Linked DNA regions of Zea mays: regions 2 and 3 are each linked to region 1. The links are chromatin contacts, called in public Hi-C maps. All regions are on one chromosome and are shown on one strand. The core of a region is the stretch at or near the end of the contact, and the rest is flanking DNA. Distances in the headings are between cores, read along the strand shown.

Evidence for each region. Hi-C and Micro-C count contacts between places; a contact is called where the count stands out from the background.
Region 2: a contact with region 1 is called in a Hi-C map of tassel, with 2.9 times the contacts expected there. The contact joins the promoter of LOC100285875 here to the promoter of LOC100282947 in region 1. A contact is called at or near these places in 3 of 25 Hi-C or Micro-C datasets (ear, leaf and tassel).
Region 3: a Hi-C map of ear shows a contact between it and region 1, with 7 times the contacts expected there. The contact joins the promoter of LOC100282047 here to the promoter of LOC100282947 in region 1. A contact is called at or near these places in 2 of 25 Hi-C or Micro-C datasets (ear and tassel).

Annotation. Positions count from the first base shown.
Region 1 is chr1:87,218,922-87,222,450 of Zm-B73-REFERENCE-NAM-5.0, reverse strand. LOC100282947 (DNA-binding protein HEXBP) reads left to right here and starts at 1,858. Exons shown (of 4, transcript NM_001155852.1): 1 at 1,858-2,038.
Region 2 is chr1:87,458,512-87,462,040 of Zm-B73-REFERENCE-NAM-5.0, reverse strand. LOC100285875 (ATG1) reads right to left here and starts at 1,543. Exons shown (of 1, transcript NM_001158765.2): 1 at 348-1,543. The coding sequence starts at 1,438. The coding sequence ends at 659.
Region 3 is chr1:87,383,358-87,386,886 of Zm-B73-REFERENCE-NAM-5.0, reverse strand. It overlaps LOC100282047 (xyloglucan endotransglucosylase/hydrolase protein 32), which reads right to left and starts at 1,932. Exons shown (of 3, transcript NM_001154960.2): 1 at 1,539-1,932; 2 at 1,238-1,455; 3 at 524-1,132. The coding sequence starts at 1,898. The coding sequence ends at 766.

The sequences.
Region 1 (3,529 bases), core at 609-3,108:
TCCACCCATGATCCACAAGCATAGAGCAAGAACGGCCGTAGAGAAACGCACCCTATCATCCTGATGTCATCATAGCGAAGTAAGAAATGTATTAATCTTGGTCACTATGGGGTGTTTGGTAGGCTATCCAGTCTATTATGTAGGCTATGGATGTGCAACTAGGATTGTTTGGTAGTCTGCACTAGCACTTGTGCCTGCCTTTAGCAGTGCAAAGAGGACTACAGTTGTTCGGCATACTATGTGGTATTTATTTCAAGGAAGAAAACATGGGGTTTACAATGATTGGGCCACTTGTAATGACCAAAATGTGGGTTATGGAAGGCCGCATTCCTAAAGTATGCTAGTGAGCATGAAGCAAGAATTGCATTCAATTCATATATGCATAGTCGAAGTGATGAACTTGGAAAACATTACTACAAGCATGTTGCTACACCGCCTAGTAATCAAGAGATGGTTTGTGTAGTTGGAAGGATATAGTTATCATTGTTCAGAGTACTGTCATAGTGTCATTCTTTTGCTCCTTTATTTACTGATGTAACCACACCTCACTATACATGTCCCTTTTTAATTAAGTGAGGGTGCGAACATTAAGTGAGGCCTTGTATGTCACTTTTAATTAGAAATAAGTACTTATTGTTGTAGAACAATTATGGCACTAGTAATCAAGAGAAGTCTGCTTTGTGTATGATTAATTGTGCCACTATTAACATGATCATCCATGTGGTGAAATAATACTTGCTTGTGTTTTGAACCTTGAACGACTTGTGGTTGGTAAACTCACCACCACTGTACAATAGTAGACCACATTCTGTTATGCAGGGAACCAAACAAACAAGGCATCGTGCTATGTAGGAAATTTTACACATGAAACCAAACAAGCACTCCTAGCTAACTGGATGCAACCCCTGACAGCCTGCCTAATACAACCAGGCATCAACTGTAAAATGCACAATCTTCGGTGAAAAGACAAAATACAGATGTGGTTAGTATCAATTCGTACTTCGACAACAAGCAAGATTAGCTTCCTTTGCAGACTTCAAACCAAGAGACAAAAGATGGAAACATTCTATGACCATCCGAATGTGTGAAGAGTTGGTTTAAGTATTCAAAGATTTGGCTCACATATGAAGAATATAAGATAATGTCATGAAGCTAAGTGCGATGAATCAAGCTCGAGTTAAGTGGAGTCATAATCATTCATATTAATGTCATGAAGCTAAGTGCGATGAATCAAGCTCGAGTTAAGTGGAGTCATAATCATTCATATTCTAAAGTAACCACTCAAAAAAGTCTATATGTGGTAATTACCATAACTATATTCTTGTTTTACGGGAACCCGCCGTTCCATATTTAGTACCGAAGTACTCTCTCCGTTTTTTTATTTGTCGTCGTTTAGTTCAAAAATAAACTAGCGAGACAAATATTCGAAAACGAAGGTAATATTAGTCATTAACTTGTAAATTATCAAGCACAAAATACTATTTCTAGTTACGGATAAACCTTTTCTACATTCAATCGAAAATGTTTTCGAGATTTGATAAAAGGTTCAACCTTAATAAATATAAAATAAAAATGTTCCGTTTGCTTATTTATAATGCACTATTAAATATATTTTTTGTTTGTTTTATTTGAAACCAATGTATCACTAGACACTGGAACATTTTGAAATGTCATACTAAGATAATAAACACAGAATCAAGAAGAATAGAAATTAAAAAGAGATCAGAAAAAGAGAAATTGCTAAAAAAGAAAACGCGAAACGGCCCAGGACAAGGCCCGTGGGCCGTGGTGAGCTCTCCGTGTCCGTCGGCCGAGCCGAACCCTCGGACTGGGCTACCGCCGCATGCCCCGTCCCGAATCCATTCCGTTCACCCCGTCCCCCTCGTTCTCTCTCTCGTTGCGACGACTGTGTGGAGTACCGCCCCCGCCCCCTCACCCTCACCCCCCGACGCCGACGCCCTAGGCGGCTACGCCAGGTCCCGAGGGACGGGCCCTTCATCTTCGTCAGTCTATTCGCCGGGCGACGAGCACCCGCCAGGTATTCTTACCCTTCTCTTCCGTTCCCGCTGTGTGAAACGGAGCACCTAAACCCTAACTTAAATCTGAATGCATTTGTCTATTCGGTGCCTGAAAACTTCGAACTTTTTGCAAAAAATATCTTGTGTACCATGTCTCTCTAGGTTTTGTTAAACAAGTTAGGGGTACAAATACAATACATTCTACAGGAGAATCAATCCAGAGGGGGGTTGGGCGATCCCTCTCCCACCACCCAAACCCCTCCTGCCTGGAAGGACATAATCCATTTTGTTTGATTGCCAATTTGGGATAGGTTTCGATTGTTATGGATTTGCATGTATTTCAATATTTGGCTCATGGCTGAGGCAAGTTTTAGACCATTTGACTATGTACATGATAAAATCAGTGTAGTAAACAAGATATATTATTTCTCTTGCATAATAAGATACTGAGCGAGTATCACGTATACAGAGACAACTTTGACTCAGTAATACACTAGAAATTTGTGTCTAGTTAGGCCCAACACTCAGTAACTTGGTCAATATACCAAACTTGCTCTCCCGCTGAAGCTGAGAGGTGGGCTATGAAGCAGCATCTGCACTGTGAGAGACTGAGAGCACAAATGAATCCATCAAAAGTGGTCACTAAGGAACACTGAACTGCAAAAACGAAGATAAATAAAGCATTTGTTAGAGTAAAAATAATGATCACTGAAAACTTCACGAATTGCGTTTTGCAAAGAGCACACCACTATTGAGATACTAACAATAAAGGATTTCAAGACGATTTCGTTTTGGGGCCTAAGCAATATTAAATCAGTCCTCCTCAAATAGAAAATTTAATCGGTGCTATATCAGTACATAAAAAAAGAATGCTGGATGAAAACATGTTTTTTTCCTTGTACTCGGAAAAGTGAAAAACAAAGTTTTGCTTGACCGCTGAACATATATGGATAAATAGCTCTGTGTTAAGTTCTTCCAGAATACTGTCCACGGAAAATTTCTGCTAAAATTGAGAATTACTAAATTACAAAAACTCTGAAAGTATCAATTTAGCAGTAGCACTAGACACTAGGATATTTATCCAAATAAAATGGACTTAATATCACAGGGAAAAACCTCAAATTAATCTGATCACCATACATTTTAAAAATAATATACTAGTACAGCATGAAAATAACTAGTACTCGGAAAAATGTAGAATAGACATAGAGTAACGATTTTCTGAACAATTTAGCAGAGCAAGAACTCAGTCAGATAGGTTAACCAAGAACAAATGAGAGTAGCACTGTAGCAGTAAGCTAGTAACGACCAGATAAAATTATATAATGCATACCAATGATACTGATATAATACTCTATTCTGCAGTGAACTAGTGAAGTATGGCCAGAGACAAGTGAAAACAATTGAAAATAGTAACTCTATTCTGGTTTGTCATAAATGTGGATAATCTTCTATATAAACTTGGTCAAGCATAAAACATTTCGTTTAAGATAAAACCAAAACGCCACTCT
Region 2 (3,529 bases), core at 294-2,793, 240 kb before region 1:
AACATAATTAAGTAAAACAACAGAAATGGAATGATACTGCAGAACAAAAGGAACCAACCACAGTTAATATGAATATATGGAATAAATCAAGACTAAACCACATGTCCATGGCACGAACACCAGCATAATTGACTATTTGGTTCTCACTTCCCACTACAAAATCCCAAAGCTAACACAAAAACCATATTACTCAGTTGAAATAGTATTACTGATAGTAATGCTTGAAAAACAATGCATAGAGCCTGTTCATGCAGCCCGTAACAAAAAATGCTTTATCCCCTGGCCAAATGTACTACAATCACAATAGCTTAAATCGAATCATGCCACAGATATCCCCAGTTCTGGTGTGAAAACAAATTCAAATCCACCTAGAGCTCAAGCTTATAATCTAGTAAACCTATAGTATCACTCAGTGGAAGGAGTATACCAATAGTATTACTTGAAAACAAGTATGTATACTGTGTTCAACCAACATTTGTCAGCATTCCCCTAACAAAAATTACCCGATCCCCAGCTCATCAATCACATCAGCCTAGAGTTAAAGTCAATCACGCTGCGGATATCCCCCAGCGCAGAATGAAATCAAATCCAATCCACCTATGCCTGATGCCTCGTACTCACGATCCAGTAGATCTCAAACCAGAAGGCGGGCAAAATCTTACGAGCTTGCCTTTGCTCCCTCCGCCGCTGCAGCCACATTGGACCCTTGAGCGGCGGCCGCCTCAGCCTCAGCCTCGAGGCGCTTCTTGTTTCGCTCGAGCGCCTCGCCGACCTCCTTGGGCATGTACTTCTCGTCGTGCTTGGCGAGCACCTCGGTGCCGCGCAAGAAGCACGCGCACTCCCGCGCCTTCTCGGTCACCTTCCTCCCGTCGTCGCGTCGGAGGTCGTCGGTGTAGGGCTTGAGGAGGCCCTCGACGACGACGGAGTGACCCTCGCGGAAGAGGTCAGGCAGCGCGCCCTCGTACCGGACGAGCACGTCGGTAATGAGGTCCGTGACGACGAACTCGATCTCGGGGGAGGACGACGAGGGGTGCGCAACGGAGCCCTCGAGGACGAGGCCGCCTAGGCGGACGCGGGACTTGGAGGGGTCGGCGGTGAATTTGGACAGCGCGTCGGTGGGCGTGACGTAGAAGACGAGCTGGTCCTGGAACGTGGCGAGCACGGTGACTACGAAGCCGGCCGTGCAGGCGAAGGCGAGTCCGTAGGACCAGAGGCGGCGAGTCTGCAACTGCCGCGCGCGGGCGCCGATGTCCGCGGTGCGGGGACGGGAGGAGGGCCCCGCCCGCCGCGTGGCGGAGGCGAAGTTGCGGAGGAAGGGGCCGAGCGGGGTGGGGGTGGCGGCGGCCGCCGCCGTGCGCGGGGTGGGGATGGGTCCCGTTGCGTGGAGGAGGCTGGAGAGGAGGCGACTTCTAGAGGGGATGAGGCGCGAGAAGGCCATGGGGTCGGATCCGGTTGGACTTGTGCCGGAAGGGGAAAGGCCTGGGCGCGGCGGTCGACTGCCGGTCGGCTTGTTGCGCGCGGCATGGCGCACTCCGGCGTTGGCGGTGCCGAGCTTGGACTCGTGGATATTTAAGGCTGTGTAATTTTGCAACGTAGATATGGTATTGTTTGTAGGGTGAATTTTGAAAATAAAATAAGAGAACTGCGGGAGAATGCTTGAAGGTCACCTATTTCCTTTAGCAATTTTATCATGTCAATTATACTATTGTAAAAAAACAGTAACTAAGATATGTTATTATTTTCGTTGATGTGTCATGTTAAATCACCATTTTACTGTCTACATTTGTACAGAGAGGGACATGAACTGTTTTACCATCTCTATCTCTAGCACGAATCTAAAGGGCATGGCATGACATGCCAGCAACAAAAGGTACAAAGAACCAATAAAATCTAAATTTGAAAAGAAAATAGACCAAGTCCAATTTACAACAAAATTTTGATGTCTAATACTTAATATGGTTATTTAGATTAACAATATTTGCTAGTTTTTATATAATTTAAATGATATTTAGATTTAGGAAAAGTAATAGTCCGGATGATCAACACCTTTCCGGTTACTAGGCCTTTTTCTTAGAGTTCTTAGTTGTGGCGGATCCAGGATTAGAGTAAAGAAGGGGCTGATTTCATAGCGGCTATAGGTGGAGGCAACATAAACTAGAAATAAGAGTTATTTTTCTCTCTTATTCTTCTTTCTTCCTTACCCTCCACCTCTTTTCTGAATGAGGGGTTAATTTCTCTCTTCTTCTTCTTCCTCCTCTATCTTTCACCTCTATATTTAATGGAGTTCCATTTCTGCAGGGGGCTGGAGCCTCCGGCCCCTCGCCTCAGATCCGTCGCTTGTTCTTAGACCTTTGCCTAATTAGAGTTTCTTAGCTTTCTGTGGTATATCCCAGCGTGGCCACCAACAATGTTGTTCTTCAATATGATCTATCGGTAATTCTTCGACCTATGCTCTGCAAGATACCAAAAGTATACATTGCCTTTCTACTATTTAGAACTGGGTATGAACAAGTCTATTACATTTCTATTTGTTCTCTTGTAACTCTTGGATATTGAAAAAAGGGACAATTGTGTTATACCCTTCTCCGATATTGTAATTGCGATTTTACCTCTTATTTTTCAACTTTGTGATTTTACCCCTCCGTTTAAAAAACGAAGGTGTCGTTTGCCCCTCCCGTATCACCGTTTGTGAAAATCAGAATTAGTGATTAAAAACTAAAAAATCAAAAGGTAAAATCAAAATTGCAAGGTGAGAAAAGGGTATAATCATAATTAATACTGAAAATAATGAAATTTTCATGGTTAATTGTGATTATACTCTTCTCCCACCTTGAAATTGTGATTTTACCTCTAATTTTTATTTTTTAACCATTAATTCTGATTTTCACTAACGGTATTAAGGGGAGGGGCAAACAGTAGCTTCGTTTTTAAAATAGAGGGGTAAAATCACAAAGTTGAAAAATAAGAGGTAAAATCACAATTACAAGGTCAGAGAATGATATAATCACAATTACCCCTTTAAAAATTATCACTGTACATTAATGTCGGCGTTCCGAGACCGGGGGGTCCCTAAGCCGACGAGTGAATGTCGCCGCGTGCCCCAGCCCAGATGGGTCGACGCGAGGCCGAGCGCAAAGGGGGAAGTGAGGTGGCCGGAGATGGGCGTGAGAGAGGTGGAAATCCCGCGGTCTTCGTGTTCGTCCCGCGCCCAGGTCGGGTGCGCTTGCAGTAGGGGGTTACAAGCGTCCACGCGGGAGAGGGAGCGAGCGGCCTCACGCGAGCGCCTGTCTCGTCCTCGTCCCCGCGCGGCCAACCTTCTCTAAGAGGGCCCTGGTCCTTCCTTTTATAGGCGTAAGGAGAGGATCCAGGTGTACAATGGGGGGTATAGCAAAGTGCTACGTGTCTAGCGGAGGAGAGCTAGCGCCCTAAGTACATGTCGTCGTGGCAGCCGGAGAGATTTTGGCACCCAGCTGGTGTGATGTCGTGGCCGTCGAAGGAGTGCTGGAGCCTGGCGGAGGGACAGCTGTCG
Region 3 (3,529 bases), core at 683-3,182, 160 kb before region 1:
TAAGTAACATGTTAGCTTACTTGTTGTGGAAAAGACACTTAGACTATTTATTGTTGATCAATGATTTATATTCTGAATTTAATCTGGAATATGTCTAATTACTCAACAGGCAACCCGTCCTTGATCCAAGGTTTGCTGAAAGTTTCAACTGGGGAGAGATACCTTGGTTGCTCAAAGTGCCGAAAAGCTACAGGTTTTGACTTCATCCTTTAGCTTTGTTTCTGGTAGCTGTGCATGCAGGTTTTGACTTCATGCCTTGGTTCTTCTTCACTACCTGTACAAGTACTGACAGCTCCGTACAGTTTTCACTAAAGGCAGCGTGTAAAAAGTAAAACCATGCTGCACCGCGCGCGTGCGAAGGATTGCGTACGCTGTTGTACTGATGCCGCATTTCCATTGTGCCACGAACCAAGGAAACAAATGGGTAGCAATCTGTCACACCTTTGATGCTTCCTGCTATGCTCATCCACTGATATTTTTAGTTTGTAGTCATCATTGCACATCACTTTATAACACGTAACGTCAGACATTCACCCGTTCTCCCTGTACCTCGATATTCTCTCGATGGAATTATAATTTCATTTTTGTTTTCAGAACACAACCTGACAATGATAATTCTATATCAGATTGGATCGTCTTTCATCTTCCAAGTTGTAATATTCAAATATACGTTTGTGTTGCGAATGCGAGGTGCTCGCGGTTCCATATAGCTCTGACACCCTCAGCTCGCCACTGTAGTCTGTAGGTATAGCGCAGCGCAGCGTCTCAGCACTCGGGGTAGAGCGCGCGGTCCCTGGTTGAGTCGAGGCAGTAGTAATACACCATGGAGTTCCGCTGCGCCCACCGCATGGCGGCCTCCTGCTGCGCGCTGATCGCCGCCGTCCCCGGCGCCGCCGGAGACGCCGGCACTGGCTGGCAGTCCGCGGACGCGTCCGCGGCGCACCCGCCGACCCTGAGGCCGGCGAACCGCGACACGAACGGCTGGTACCGGTAGTCGGCGCGGTAGCGGCCGCCGTCGGTGGCCCAGTCGGAGGCGTCCCAGATGGAGCCGTACGCCCACATCTCCCGGTCAGGGAACGTGGCCTCCGCCTTCCTCTCGTACCGCCTGACGGGCACGTCGTCCACCAGGAACCTGCACGCAGGCGCAGCTCATGCCATGTGATGTGAGTGATCGACCGGGCAGGCAGGCAGCTAATGGCGCGCAGGGGGCCGGGGGAAGGGACACGGAGAGACTCACAGGATCTGGTCGGGGTTCCAGATGATGGCGTAGTGGTGGAAGTCGGCGGTGGGGTCGAACCAGAGGTGGAACCGCATCTCCCGGCCGACGATGGTGCCGTCGCCGCTGCCGCGCACGTACACGTTGGTCTGCAGCGTGTACGGCTCCCCCGGCACCGTCCCCAGCAGCTCCATGTCGATCTCGTCGTGGTGCCCCGGGTACTCCTCGCTGTTCGACAGCTGCATCGGCAGCAACGGCCAGGCACTGAATCTACTGCATTCTCTTATATAGAGGTAATATATATATACTCTCATGCACTCACGTAGAAGGCGGTGTTGACGCCGGCGGTGTACCCCGGCTGCACCCTGACGGACGCGCCGAAGTAGCCGTTCCGGTACGCCCGCGCAGACTTGAACCCGCTGCCCGAGCTGCTGTCCATCCAGAGCGTCAGGGACTTGCCGTCCGGCGACAGCGTCTGGTGCTGCGCGCCCCACAGGGTGCGGTAGGCCTCGGAGAAGCCCAGCGGCCTGAACATGCCGCTGGGGTAGTATCCCGGCGACGGAGGCTGCTGCTGCTGCTGGGCTCTGCACGGCCGCAGCTGCACCGCGAGCAGAGCAAGCGCGCATGCCAGGAGAAGAGCCGCTGCTTGCCGCACCGGCGGAAGGTCACAAGGCCTTGCCATCCGGAGAGGACTTGGTGACCGTGTTGATATATTGAACGTGTCCAGTTCTGCAAGACGTTTTATAGGAGGTGAGAATGCCATCAGGCCTGTTGTGAGGTGTTGGTCCTGCAGAGTAGGAACATGTTGATGGGGACGAACTTTGGAGGCTTGGGGCCCAGGATGAGCAAGTGAAGTGTACTAGCTACTAAGAGTGGACATGGTTTCGGCCCCAAAAGTAAATGCAACAGTAAAATTTGCGCCGTACACTGTTTAGTCCGTGCTGAAATCCAAGCATCCAATGATGCAGCAGCGGAATTTTGCTGCAAAATGCGACATGTTTCTTGCTTATTCTTCCAATAATGGCGGCCAAGTATTCCACCACACTTTCGGCTTACTGTCCCCCACAAACAGCAAAGAATAAACCAAGCTAATTTTACCGCTCCTTCCTTTTGATCCAAGTAAAATAGGTTCTTTCCTGCGATGCTATATTCAGGCATATACAGGGTCTGTTTGGGACAGTTCTATTACTAGAATCTGGATATTGGGAACTTACGTTGCGAAGGAACATGAAAGAGTCTACATGGTCTAGAATTTATAAATAGGCGAATTTCTTCCGTCGTGACGACTCAATGGATTTTACATTCATATTGATTTGGATGATTTTCACTGAAGCGGACTGAGAAGCGAAACGTAGACTACCCGAGCCGATTATAACGGCGAGAATCCAACCAGAAGCCGAAACAAATAGATCCACATCATTTCGGCCGCACCGCACTAGTAAATTACTAGCAACTTGCACACCAATTCGACAAAAGTTTAATCATCTGTCCAAGGACAATTTTTTTTTAAAAAAATAAACCTTATCATCCTTTCAGCACTGTGAATTACATATCAGGTGTATATATTTAATAATCAGGTCTTACGCCTCTAGTTACTAAATAGTTTTTTGCAAAGAACACTATCTGAAGTTGTGGGGTATAGTGGTAGAAAATGTTATTTATAAAATATAACGAGCAAACATATATGCTAATTGTTAGATCTGAGATGAATAATGATGATTTAATATGTGCATACCAAAATTTTTTATACATTAGATACGTTCTCTTCAGCATTTAAGACATGCATTGCATGACCGCCCTTCACCATCGCAACCGACACACACTTCGTTGACGAACTGAAAAGAACGCACCGCTGATCACCTAGCTAGATTTGAATAGTCGGATGGCGATTTTGCTAGCCAATAATCTCAACAATAGCGCCGCGAAATTTCAGAGATGTGATTTGCAGAAACTAAATCTTCGGTGGTGCATTATTTGTACTCATGCTGGGGTATAGACTGCGCCGAAAGCGGCTGAGCTTGAAGACGAGGACAAGGTCCTTGAAGCTAGACTGTTGACGAAGCATGCATCTGCATGGTTGCTGCTTGTCACCTTCCTCTTCGTCACAGGCAGCACAGGAGCATCAATCATTGGAGCCAGAGCTCCGTCACAAAGCGCCGGTTTCGGACACTGTGTGACGCACTGCACATATAAACTGAAATCTGAACTACTATATATAAAGGCGAATGATCAGCTTCGGTTTTTTTTTTGTAGCTGTTCAAGGCTTCAAGCTCTATGAATGGAATTGTTGGGGTCGTGCTTCGGTGCGCCGAA